Linked DNA regions of Zea mays: region 2 is linked to region 1. Evidence: chromatin contacts called from public Hi-C data. All regions are on one chromosome and are shown on one strand. The core of a region is the stretch at or near the end of the contact, and the rest is flanking DNA. Distances in the headings are between cores, read along the strand shown.

Region 1 (6,291 bases), core at 486-2,985:
GCCGGTTAGGCTCCGGTAGGACGTCGCGTCGGTGACCGGGGGCCGTCGTACTCAGAGAGCTTTGCCTGAGTATCGACAGGTGTGGAGTAGGGCTTGCAGTCGGACATGTCAGCCTGCTCCAGGGTGTCGATGTTGTACTGGCGCCGGTGAAGAAAGAGACCCTGCGGCCGCGTTCGATAGTAATGTCTAAGAAGTGGTGGAGGGGCCCTAGGTTCTTCATCACAAACTCCCGCTGGAGGGCGATGATCGTGTGCTGTAGGAGATTGGCGGTGGATGTTGTGAGCACATGTCGTCGACGTTCTAGCCAAGCACGCTCGTGTTCTAGACGACCGAGCCGCTCCCCCGCTCGCGTCCCCCAGCCGACTGAGTGAGCCGCCTCCCATACGCGTGCTACCGCGAGTCGAGCATGACTGAAAAATATGAGAAAACATGGAGCATGACTGAAAAACAAAAATAACTTAATATTTTCCCGAAAAATAAGATTTTCCCTAAAAATGACTTATGTTTTATTGGACGAAGAGAGGCGAGCTGTGTGGGGCATGAAAGGGAGTCGAGCGGGACGTGAAGGGAGCCGCACGGGGGAAGGTGGCTCGGTCGAACATGCGCGCTCGTCGGTCCTAGCTGATTTTCGCTCGAGACTGTCGGTAAAGGAGGAAGCGGTGTGGGCACCGTAGGGCACGAGCTGTTGTAGAAGAATCATGTTTTCGGTCTATCCGCTCCAGATCTTATACTAGGGCCGCTCCGGATAGAGATGAATCTGAATACTTATTCGGATATTAAATTTTTGGTCTTCTTTCTTTAATTCTTAACAAATAGGGTATAGAATTTGTTATGTAAATTTATATTTTTATTCTCAATATTGAGTTTAATGTGATTCATAAAAAAAATCTCCAATTCATTTTATTTCCTTTTAAATAATTAATATAAAATTTTGGATACAGATACTTGTAGGGAGAAAATAATGCAAACAAAATTATAAAAAAACATTATTTTTGTCTATAACAATATGATAACAACATGGCTAAAGGTTAACACCAAATTATATATACATCGATATTAAAACATTAAATTTGTTATACAATTTGGATGTTTTAGGAGCATCCTAGCTCCGGGTGCCATGGAAAAAGCCACGGCGGACAGCCGGCACACGAGAAAAAACCGTAACGGCGCGGTAAAAAAAACGCCACGGCGAGCAGATGGGGCTTGACCGCTGAACAGCCCCGAAAAAACAGGGATATCGTCATTCCGTCAACCAAGCATTATCAGCAAAAAAAAAAAAACCGGTTGACGCTACGGGATAAAGAACCATCTCTTTCGGCACGGGCGGCTGTTTCGGCACGGCGCGAGCCGCGTAACTTCCCCGCCCCGCACCCGCACGTCCGTCCCGTCCCACTCCACCCACCTATCCCGCGCCGTGCCGCCCGGCCGGCCAACCGAAGTACTGAACCACGCCGAGGCCGCCGATCTCGCTCTCCGACTCCAATTCCGCTCCGTCCCCAGCGCCAGCAGGTAATCCCTCGCCGGCTCGGTGTCCCGGTCAAACCCGCCCGGCCCCAAACGACGAGCTGATCCAACGGCGGCTGCTCCCCCACGCACCAAACTCCATGGATCTGCGCCGCTCGTCCACGTGCCGTGTCGCGGACTCGCGGTCGCCACGGTCCACGGGCCGGCGCTCCTCCCCTCGCCGCCCGCCCCTCCCCCTTCTTTTAATCCCCACCCCGCCTCGTCTCCTCCACCGCCGCCCCCACATCTATCCACCCGCCCGCCCGTCCGTCCGTTCGTTCGTCTCCACGCGCAAACGAGAGAGAGAGAAGGCTAGGTCGTCGTCGTCGTGAGGCGGAGAGATCTGGGAGGAGGAGGAGCGATGGACGGGAAGCTACCCCCGCCGAACCCGAACCTGCCGTACCGGGAGGACTGCTGGAGCGAGGGCGAGACGGCGGCGCTCGTCGACGCCTGGGGCTCGCGCTACCTCGACCTCAACCGCGGGAGCCTCCGCCAGCCGCAGTGGCGGGAGGTCGCCGACGCCGTCAACTCCCGCCCGGGGGCCTCCGCGCGCGGCCGCCCGCCGCGCACCGACATCCAGTGCAAGAACCGCGTCGACACGCTCAAGAAGAAGTACAAGGCCGAGCGCGCGCGTGGCGGGCCGTCGCCGTGGTCCTTCTACGGCCAGCTCGACATCCTCGTCGGGCCCACGCTCAACGGCACCAAGAAACCGTCCCCGCCGCGCGCCGCGCTGCCCGTGTTCCGGAGGCGCCAGACGCCGCCGCGCTCCCCGTCGCCGCAATCGCCGCCGCCGCTTCCCGTGGCCCTCCCGCTGCACAATTACCGCCGTGGCTCCGACCTCCCTTCCGCAAACTTCATCCATAAGGCCGCCGCGGCGGCCGCCGCCGCCGCCGCCGCCGCGGAGTCCGACTCGGAAGATGGCTACAACAACAACGAGTACGACGATGACGAAGGCTCTCAGCAGTCGCCGTCACGTTCTGTATCTTCTCGCTCCGGTGGTGCTCCTGCTGTTGGCACCAAGAGGAAGAGGCGCAGCGGGAGCGGTGGATTCGGGGAGCTAGCGAGGGCAATCGAGACCTTCGCGGATATGTACGAGCGCATGGAAGCAGCCAAGCAGCGACACGCAGAGGAGATGGAGAGGCAGCGAATCAAGTTCCTCAAGGATCTGGAGCTGAAGCGGATGCGGTCTTTTGTGGACATGCAGCTGCAGCTTTCGAGGGCAAAGCACGCCAGGAAGGGTGATGCTTCCTCGGAGATGCTCATGTCTCTCGCTGCACTGCCCTTCCTCAGCAGCTCTGCTTATCTTTAAGGGCCTGTTCAGTTAGGGATGGATTCTCCAATCCCCTCAATCCACCCCTAGCCTTAAATTGGAAGAGTTTGGTAAAGGAATATTTTGACCTTCAATTAGGAATTTAGGATACAGTGAGTTGGTTGCTGTGCTAGACTTGTTCGTGGATTGTTTGTGTTTCCTAAGATACTGTAATTTTTCATACGAACCACGGAGGTATTGCAGGTCTTCAAAATTTAAATGTACCTTGCAATGCATTATGCCCAAGTTTTTTCTTAGATGGAATGAAATTTACTGGTTTACAACACTTACTGTCAGTGTAATACGAATCTCATCTCAACTACCTTTGTTGTGTATCACTTACAATCTTTTTGGGCACTTTCTGTTTATACATGATATTGGTTTGCAAGTTTGCATGATGAGAACCCTATGCTTTATTTATGATACCACAATATTTTGTGACTGTTCTGTTATTTCATTGTCAGTTTGTCACCAGCCTTTCTAGTTGGGGAAGGGAACTATAGTTTTCTTAAGGTTTGTTTGGGAGTAAGGGCAATAGAGGGGATTGAAGGGGCTATAATCCTCCACTATTCAATTTTAAATAGTGAGGGATTCTAGCCCCATCAATACTCTTCATTACACTTGTTCCCAAACAAGCCCTTAGTGTATGTGACCCTCTGCTATAATGTTACATCAAGTTTTGTGTTCCCATTCTCTCATTTGAGATGCTTGGTTGTCATAGATGATATAGGGTAATTTGTCTGCCTTTCTAGTAGCTGGGGACGGGATGTCAAATATATTTTTTTGGATAGTGTATGTGAGCATCTACTACGTCGTCTGTGTGTTTGGTGTACATGACTGGTTTGTTAGATTTTTGGTTCTGGTTTTAGCTTCTCTTTTGAGATGAACTATTGCTGAAAATTTTCTGGTACTATCTTTAAAAACTTACTGGAACTAGGATTTGAAGGTGTGTGTGTGGGTGGGTGGGGTAAGTTAATTCAGAGATAAATTACTAACATGCAAAAGTTTTTTCCTCAACTTCATGAGCTTTTGTAGAAAAATTGGGTGATGAGGGGGCCATGGACCCTGCCAGTCCCCTATTGGCTCTATCACTACTTAAATACATGTTCATCAGTGGATGATGATGATCCCTTGTATTGGGTTTCATTTGGAGTCTCCCTATTTTAGGAATACGACGATTCTGTACTAGATTTTTTTTGGGGGGTGGGGGTGGAGGGGGGGGGGGTCTGCATTGTGCGTTCGAAGATCTGCTTCTGAACTTCTCATCTTAGTTGACTGAACCGGTGATGAATTAAAATTGTTCAATAGTTTTCCGTCTTAGAACGGTATGCTTTTAACGTACCAAATGTGACTGAACTGGTGATGAATTAAAAATTGTTCGATAGTTTTCCGTTGTAGAACGGTATGCTTCTAATGAACCAAATGTGTTTATGCTTGTGCCTCATAAATTTAATCTTTTCTGAAAAAATAGCTCACGTCCATTCGTATATAAATGAAACTGATGTGAACGCATGCTGAATAGGAGTATGCTTTTTACAGATTCTTTGCATTGTGTGTTATAATGTCTTCTGCTTACGCCAATTTGCTTGGGGTGTGATACTACAATTCTAGGTGCCTGTTAATTACACCGTGCTGTATTTGTTTGTTTATCCGGATCTTGTCGTGCTCACACTATGGGAGATGCAGATGATAATTCTGGTTACTTCATTAGCACACGTAATTGTATGATACCTGGTTCTCTTTGTATTTGAATTCTATTGTAAGCCAATACCTTATGGTATCCAATTGTGCTGGGGAGACCAAGAACAGAGCATCTGTGAACTGCACTGCTCATTAGCCACCCTCGACCGGAGTTGAGCGAAATTATGCTCAGCTTATCATTGTGCCCATGCCCCCATGCAAATATCTAGGTGCTGTTTGGTAACGTGATGGGTCTATGTTTATTTAAGTACATCCATGGGTCTATGTTTATTTAAGCACATCCATAATCGGATACTATATTTGAAATTGATACTGGCATATTCAAATTTGTTATCGTTACTATTGATATTATTTACGTTACATTTCGTGAACCAAACAACATCCTAGAAGCAACATGCAAAAATTTGCTCCTATTGCTAAATTCGGTGCTTGTTTGCTTTTTTTCTTCTTCTTTGATTGGCTTCTATCGGTTGAGTGATGGTTGGCGTCAACTGATAATGTCAATGTCTGGAGAAAGACGATGTCGTCGATATTGTCAATACTACTTCTGAATCCCATCAACAGGAAGAAACTTGCAATGAATCCGACTCATGTCATCCTCTCATTTCTGGGCCTTGTGCCATAAGTTGATCAGTTCACGTATCTTTACCGTACATTTCAAACTCTACTCTATCTATAATAACTATATATATAAATATACTGCGCATATATATAATCAGTTTGGTTAGTGGAATAACCCTATACAGAACCAGGTGATCCAACATGGACTCACTCCTTGCAAGTTTGGACTGGAGGAATGAGTTTGGTCCGCCTGTTTTGCAAAGAATGGGTAGCTTCAGGTATCGAGTCGTGGGTATCCATTGTCATCTCTATTAAGGACGTGTCTAACAAAGCTTCTTGCGGTTCTAGCTCTTAAATTGTAAGACTCTTTCCGACCACTAGACCATTAGGCGCGGATGTGCACCCTATAGTGACAAAGGTTTCATATCATGTGCTAAAACTACAGAATGGGCCATAGACCTCAGCTCCTGGCTTCCTGCTACATATATACATCATGAACAAAAGAAGCAATCCCATTCAAAAGAGAGGTATGGGCCACTCCCTACTGCTCATCACTTATTTAAAGGAGATCTGAGCATAGACGTGCAATCACTAAAGAATCAATCATTTGCCCAGCTATAGAAAAAATGTGCAAACACTTACAATCATGTGTCTATGTCTTATGAAGTTTACAACATCTCCGTTTTGTATTCCACTATAGTTTTAATGGACTGCCTGACAAATACAGAATAATCAGTCAATATATTCAACTATTTCTAGGAGGCCAGTAAAACGATTGTAAGCTCTAAATATTTTAGATTTTTTTCAGTTTATTATCACCGGTAGTTCAATCTAATAAGAATCCAAAAGCTGTGACATCGGCAGTAGCAGCATGTAAACATGAATCTGGCCTTCTCTCAATTCCTTCTCATGGCATTTTCATCGGCTCGCAAAAATCGCCAAGTCTACTCAAATCAACCAATGAAACCAAGGTGTAGTGAATTTGCATATTCAATCCCAAGATGTCAACTGAATTCCCGCAGCCGATTAATCCGTCATCCCACACGATATGAAGTGATGGAGTACCTTAAGGTCGAGGAGCGAGCCACAGGACCTGCGGCGCACGAGCTTGAAGGCACGGATCGGAGGGTGCTGTGCTCCATTCCCAGAAGGCACCAGCCACCAAAACCACCTGCTGCTCGACCTTTTTCGAGATCCTGGTGGGCCCGGAGCACCCT
Region 2 (6,878 bases), core at 4,342-6,841, 120 kb before region 1:
GGGGCGCGGTGGAGGTGTACGGCGGGGGCAGACGACGCAGTTATGGGGAGAGGAGGAGGTGGTGGTGGATCCAAGGCGTGGAACCACGGTGCCAGGGCGGGCGTACGGTGGATCCGCGACGCTTTCTGGCGCGGCGGGGGAAGGGGCGCGGTGGAGGGGTGCGGCGGGGGAAGGGGCGTGGTGAGAGGCAGAGGCACTGCGGGCGTTGATGCAGCGTGGAGGGAGCGCGGAGGGAGACGGCAGAACCGTGCGCCACTGTAAGACTGTGGACGCCTACAATAGCTACTTAATTAATAGTAGAGATATATATCATTATTAATATTATCTCTTTAATTATACGATAAACTTTAAAAAGAAAAATAGTCTATAGGGCCTATATTTTCTAGCTGGCCAGGGGCCATTGAAATCATAGAGCCGGCCCTGGCTGTGATCATCGTACATGTACATGAGAAAGATTTAATCAAGAAAAACAAAGATCTGTGGTCTGCTTCGGGTCGATGGATCGATCTGGCAAGGCCGCCGCTAGCAAACTAGGCGTAGGTGTGCATTCTACTGCTGGTGGCTTTGCCTACCTCGGCCTCCAGCGTCTCCATCTGCTGCTCCAGCAGCCTCAACCTCTGGTGGATGCTGTCCAGCCTCCGCCGCGCCGCCTCATCTGTCAAAACACAGCTGAAACCTGTCGATTTTCCGCACCCCAGGTTTTCATAGCGATCTCACTCATCTTATCATCATCGTCGTATCACTCTCACAGTCTCACTACAAAATTAAATTAATAATAGAGGGGGTGAAGTGGTGAACGATCTCTCCAGCTCGAACCGGGGCTCTGTTTTGAACGAACCTAGCTGCGCGACGAACTGAGAGACGGTGACCTCCTGCCCGCCGTCGGTGACGACGATGGGGGTGCCGCCGGCTCCGGCTCCGGCTCCGTGGACGGCGCCCGCCGCGTGGTCGGGCTTGGTCGTCGACGACGTCCCTGCTCTCGTCGCGCTGGCAAGCATGGCTCCACACGCGCCGTCTTGTTCAGCCGACCGGTTCGTCGGTTTCTTGCCCCTGGCAATAATGACAACTGACAGTAGTAGTGGTCAGTTAGCTAGTAATGTACAGTGGAGAGACACTAAAACGGTTCTCCAAGCACAGGAGACAACTAAGAGACTCTATTGTACAATGGAGTGTCTATAAACGTAGTCTATTAACAAATACAGAATTAAATGTATTTGTATAGCATCAGATCGATAGAACAGACGACAAATTCGTACAGTGGGAAGTGAGGCGTCTGTTGTTACTTGGTTTACGAGCCAGAGGCGTCTCTTCACGGAGAGACGGCTCTAAGATTTTTTTGCAAATAACCCCCTAAAACATCTTAAGAGCCCCCACATTAAACACCACTGTACATGCCCTAATACATGCGCGCAGGACCGATCGGCGGATGGGGGCTTCACATTTGCTTGTGCGCGGGGTCAAGAGAGGAGACTGATTAGTGGCTAGGAAAACCATCGATCGACATCGACCTCCCCCTTGCCTGGTTAATTAGCTATGCATGGATGCATGCTGGCCGTTCATGAATCCAAGTACCCCACGCGGGCGGAGACCTGGACACACGACCCGATGCAAGAAGCCAGGGTAAATTGGGCGTCCACCGAATAAAGTTTATTCAGGAGACTAAGTTTTAGTCTCTACCTTATTTGATTCTAGTGATTAAAATTATTCAAAACATATTAAATAAATCATAAGTGTATCAATATACTCATTAGTATTCTCCTGTTATTAGTACGTGTAGCTTAAATAAAGGAGGGGCAAAAATAAAATTTATATGGTTTAGTCTATTTAGTCACTCCTTGAGGGACTAGAGACTAAAAACAGTTTAGTCTCTATTTTATTCTCGCCGTTTAGTAATTTAGAGACTAAAATGGAGAGATTAATCTTTCTCCAAGAGATTAGCCAAAAAATCAGTTAAATTTATTGATTTAGCTACTTTATAAAATAGATTTAACACAAAAAAAAGTTAACTACTCCAACAGACTCTTCAAAATTCAGTCTCCATATATGTTCAAAAGTGCCACGTCAATAGGCTTTCATCACCATGTAAAGAAAAAAAAATCTACAAACTCTTGCCAACGTGGGCTTGTGGCGGGAGAGAGGGCACATGCATGAAAAGGCCACACAGATGGCCTCGAATCTCTAAATCGGACTTTCGGGTAGAGGATAGTGAGGCTGTTGGATTTACCATCAAACCAAACGGGGCAAAGCTAGGCTCAACCCAAGGCAACTGCCCGTCATGATGAAGTGATGATCGGTGGCCCACGTCACGTACGCGTGTGCGTGGAAAGATCAAAAGATTCCCTACGGAGAACAATCGGTAAGACCATAGCAGCAGCGCTAGCAATAATTTAATCTACCGCTGGTTATATATAGACTAGTATAATATCCATACATTGTGACGATATAATCATATTTTATGATATTAGTTAGGAAAGACGAGACCGTATCCATAATGCAATCATAACTGAGCGAAGTAAATCAGTCACGTGGACTCTTCCAAAAAATATCAATAATAAATAAATTTAATATCAAAGTAAGCATATTGTCTATAGACCCGATATTAAATTGATACGAATAAATATTACGCTTTATTTTAGTCAAAAGACCGAGAAAAATATGAGTTGAAAAATAACTTAATCCCTATTTTTATAGAGTTCTCTGTAGCTCGTCCTACTTCAGCTAATGGGGTATTACTATATGTGTACGGCTTCCTGTCGTATTGGACTTGTCGGCTTCTCACAGTCGATATATGTTGTAACAACCTTGATAACTTGTAACTCAAGACATTGACTCCATATAAACACACGGTATGACTGTCGGTTTTAAAGACCCACAAGATCTTTCACTGAACCTATGTAACTTTTATTTTCTCTTAGACACGCATTAAACGCATAATTCATGGATAGATAGAACCATAAAGATGTCTCTGACTATTGCACAATAATCTGATAGAGAAGAAAACATGCCTCAACAATTATCAAATAGAGGCCATGTGGGAATTCATGATGCACCATACATGAGCCATGCATGAGTTGAGCGGTGCCCAATATCGTCTTATGTCATGCACGAGGGGCGGTTAATTCCGATCCATCTACAAGAAACAGATGAGCTAATGAACCAAATGCCTCGGACAAAAGCCATCCACTACGTATCTGTCGTCCATGCTTTGCATCGGAAGGTCACCAACCATTTCTATCTCGTTCCCAACTGGCCTAGCTCTCGCGAAACAGTACACGCTCAACTTTGAATGGAGCTACAATAAAATGCTCGTCAAGAACCCGTCGCAAGCGCGCGATGGCCTTGTAGCTCCTCACTCATGAGGAAGCACTTCTCCTAGCCGCTAGCGATGACTTGTGACGCTTCGTCTCTCTTCCCCGCCACGACGCTCGTGATGATAGCGCTCATCATGTTCATCGGCGACGGCAGCACTACGTGCTACACTGTGTGGCATCTTGTTCACGATCTGCCCCCATCGCTCCTATTGCCGTCCTGGGCATTCCTGTCGTACCGAAGCCGTCGATCATGCCCGTGGCCACCCTTCCATTGATGCTCGCCATACCGACGGTTCCCGCGGTGGGCGTGTGCAACATCTTGTTCACGCCTTGCCCCCGTCGCTCGCCCGTGGCCACCCTTCCACTGATGCTCGCCATACCGACGGTTCCCGCGGTGGGCGCGTGCAACATCTTGTTCACGCCCTGTCCCCGTCGCTCCTATTGTCGTCCCAGGCATTCCTGTCGTGTCGAAGCCGTCGATCATGCCTGTGGCCACCCTTCCACTGATGCTCGCCACCGACGGTTCTCGCGGTGGACGCCGTGCCACAGATCCATGTGGTGTCGAACACCGCCGCGCTGCCCCCTATGTCAACTACAGTACCCCCTGATGCCAAAAGTGGCGCCTTGCCGCCAATGCCCCCCGTCGTGCCGAAGGTTGGCGCCTTGCCGCCAATGCCCGTCGTCGTGCCTATGGGTGGTGATTTGCTGTCAATGCCCTCCATGTGGCCCATGCCTAACCGCCGATGCCCTCCATCCCGTCAGCGTCCGTCTCTATTAGGTTCCACGAACGTGACACGAACCGGTGGACAGACATGCGAAGATGCATGTGGAGTCAGTGAGCCAAAAAATCAGATGTACGTACGTGCGTACCTTGGAGGACGTAGGCGAGTCAGAGTAGCTGGAGAGTGTCAGGCCACCGGCGGCGAGCAGATCCACCACCACTATCGCTTGAGGGACCTCGGTACGACTTTTTGTAGCCATGTTGGTGGGCAGATTAGGATGGGTAAAATGGCTACACCCCGCAACTGGTGAAACTGCTTTCCCCTCGTTTCTATGCATGGAAGATGCGGCGTGTGTGGGTCTGCTGAAATCGCTTTCCCCATCCCCTACGAAACGACGTGCATGGGTTGTTGGGCTCTTGTCGCAGTGCATTGACACGACGTGCATGGGTTTGTATCATTGTGTGGGTAACTGAGGCGCTCGTGCACCGTGTGGGGCGCGGTTTCGCTGAGGACGAGGAGTTGATAGACGAATTGGATTAGATGCCATCGATGTGAAGAGAATATGTCTTGTGGACCATTTCAAACAACAGAAGGAGTTATTTGTTGTAAAAATATGGTGTGGAACGACCGTCGAAACTGGTGCTTTAATATAGTAGAGATAGAGATTTTTAAAGTCTATTTTTTAAATTTATATAGTAGTTAGCTCTTTAGTACTAATAGCTTTTTTTCTTACAATTGTTTTTATTACTGTTCATTCGATTTTCCCCCTTCCTTTTCTTTTCTTTTTTTTTGTCCCCTTCACCACTGGGTTCAGCTTAGCTATATCCTAGTAGTATATTATTCTACTTGCGCTAAAAGGTAATCACCCATGCATCTCGATCAGAGGATGTCCGCTTCCGCTTGACCATTCATAGGCACGATTAGATTATGCGTACGTGCGTTCAATGTTCGCCCGTCGAAAAAGGGACGTCCATCCATCGGTATATAATGATTTGGCCTACCATGAATGGATCGGCTGTATGCATGCATGGGTCGTCATTTGCGCATGTACGTGCTCGTGATATCTCGAATCCTGTCTCGATCATGCCGATCCACGGGGAGGATTTTTCTTTTCTCTGTCTGGACCTGGAAGACGGCGATGCATAAATGCTAACGTGGGCCGTGAGGTGGATGTGCATGCATGAACATGATGCATCCATCCTAAACTGGAAGGAGGGGCCCGTTGCGTCATTGCTTGCGTACGGGTTTCCGATGCGCATCCATCCTAAAAGTTTAGGATATTGACTACCGGCACATCGTTTCCGACGAAGTGGACCAACCATGGTTCATCCTTTTTTGTTTTTATTGTTCCAAAATTTTGTTTTGGCAAAAAAATGTTGGCCTTTGTTTGGAACCGAAATACATAGAAAACGGGAAAATTGGACCAAAAATTATGTTTTGTATTCAACCAAAAACAGTAAATTTACTGAGAAACCGGTCCTCTCGCTCGAGAAATCCAACCCCTGGGACCAACCAACCCAGCATAGCACATGCAGGCAGGCATCCTGGGCCGTTGAGCAGAATGAATGCCAGCTTCAACACGGTGTCTGCCCTCTTCCTCTAGTCCCCTCACCGTTGAAGTGTATAAGTGAGATTGTTTATCTTCTCCTAACGGCTTAATTTTTTTGATTGAAATGGTTAGTGTATGTGCACTCTAATATGATATCAAAGATAGAAATCTCGAGTTCGAATCATGAACTAATTAGTCTTAGTTGTTTCATCTTATCGTTTAGTCCTAATTGTCTGTGTAATTAGTTTTACGATTAGACTATATATTTAATATTTCTAACTAGCGTCTAAACATTCGATGATGTGATAGTGAGTAAAGTTTAGTAAGGGGATCCAAATACCTCCTTGCTCATGGGAACCAAACACCTTCAGGCCGTTGTCGATACCCTGAATCAGGGGTACCCCTTACTACAGTGTGAAGGCGCGGAGTCCATGCGGCTACCTCTAGCCACGTGGCAAACAGCGCCTGACCCCACCACGTGGGCAGCGCCGGGGCCGCCGCGTTGCCGGAGGAGACGATATACTCCATGGTGTCAACAGTGGGTCCGGACCCCCACGAGAATGTGCGGGACCCTTGGATTCACAGCATGGACCTCCGGGCAGGGTCCAGGACATCCGCGAGTACAGACCGGGCCCCCGAGACGGGTCCCGGACCTCCCTGTGTGGGGGCCAGGTCACTCACAACAAGGTCCCGGGATTCTAGGAGGAGTACCCGGACCTTAATCAAGGCCAGGCGGGGGTCCGGAGTCGACACATGTCCGGACCATATTGCGTACGCCTCTGCTCCCCGCTCAGGCGGAGACCCGATGCTGCCACGTGGCCAGCTGCCCGTGACGTAAGCCAACGGGCGGAGCCGGACGTAAGGCCTCTAGGCCGCGCGCATTTATTGCGGATGAGGCACATCGCCTGTCAAACTGATAGGTGATGTGTCGCCTTAGCATTAAATACGCCATATCTACTCCACTGACAAGCGATATGCCGCCTCAGCATTAAATGAGCCATGTCCGCTCTGCTGACGGGCGGCAACCAGACCATCCTGCAGGCGGCGTGCCTGTCCACTCCGGTGGCAGGCAGTACGCCCGTGCTGCGGCATACGATGTGCTCATCATCACTCGTACGTTGCCAGAGAAGCTTCCGTTGCACGCCAATACTACGCAGACCGCGGATATCAGGGCGAAAGGAGATTGCACTGGCGACGGGATTAGTTGCTCCAAGTATTACATCTGTTATGTCCCTGGGCCCGCATGTCGGGGCTCAGTATCCTTGTATGTGCCCCCTTGAGCTATAAAAGGGAGGG

What was found. Hi-C and Micro-C count contacts between places; a contact is called where the count stands out from the background.
Region 2: a contact with region 1 is called in a Hi-C map of leaf, with 3 times the contacts expected there. The contact joins the enhancer-like site here to the promoter of LOC100282650 in region 1. A contact is called at or near these places in 7 of 25 Hi-C or Micro-C datasets (ear, leaf, root tip and 2 more).

What each region holds. Positions count from the first base shown.
Region 1 is chr8:154,071,523-154,077,813 of Zm-B73-REFERENCE-NAM-5.0, reverse strand. It overlaps LOC100282650 (6b-interacting protein 1), which reads left to right and starts at 1,735. Exons shown (of 1, transcript NM_001155558.2): 1 at 1,735-3,098. The coding sequence starts at 1,865. The coding sequence ends at 2,812. LOC111589932 (a long non-coding RNA gene) reads right to left here. Exons shown (of 2, transcript XR_002749015.2): 1 at 6,140-6,291; 2 at 5,671-6,018. It also overlaps a transcript of LOC100279197 not described here.
Region 2 is chr8:154,194,099-154,200,976 of Zm-B73-REFERENCE-NAM-5.0, reverse strand. It overlaps LOC103636167 (monothiol glutaredoxin-S11), which reads right to left. Exons shown (of 4, transcript XM_020542708.3): 2 at 839-1,066. Among protein-coding and RNA genes, the nearest start is that of LOC103636167, 11 kb to the right of the region's middle. Within about 2 kb of position 5,591, at least 17 of the 20 cell types and tissues checked have an H3K27ac peak or open chromatin away from gene starts, as enhancers often do. A contact at or near this core is called in ear, leaf, root tip and 2 more, where this site is marked.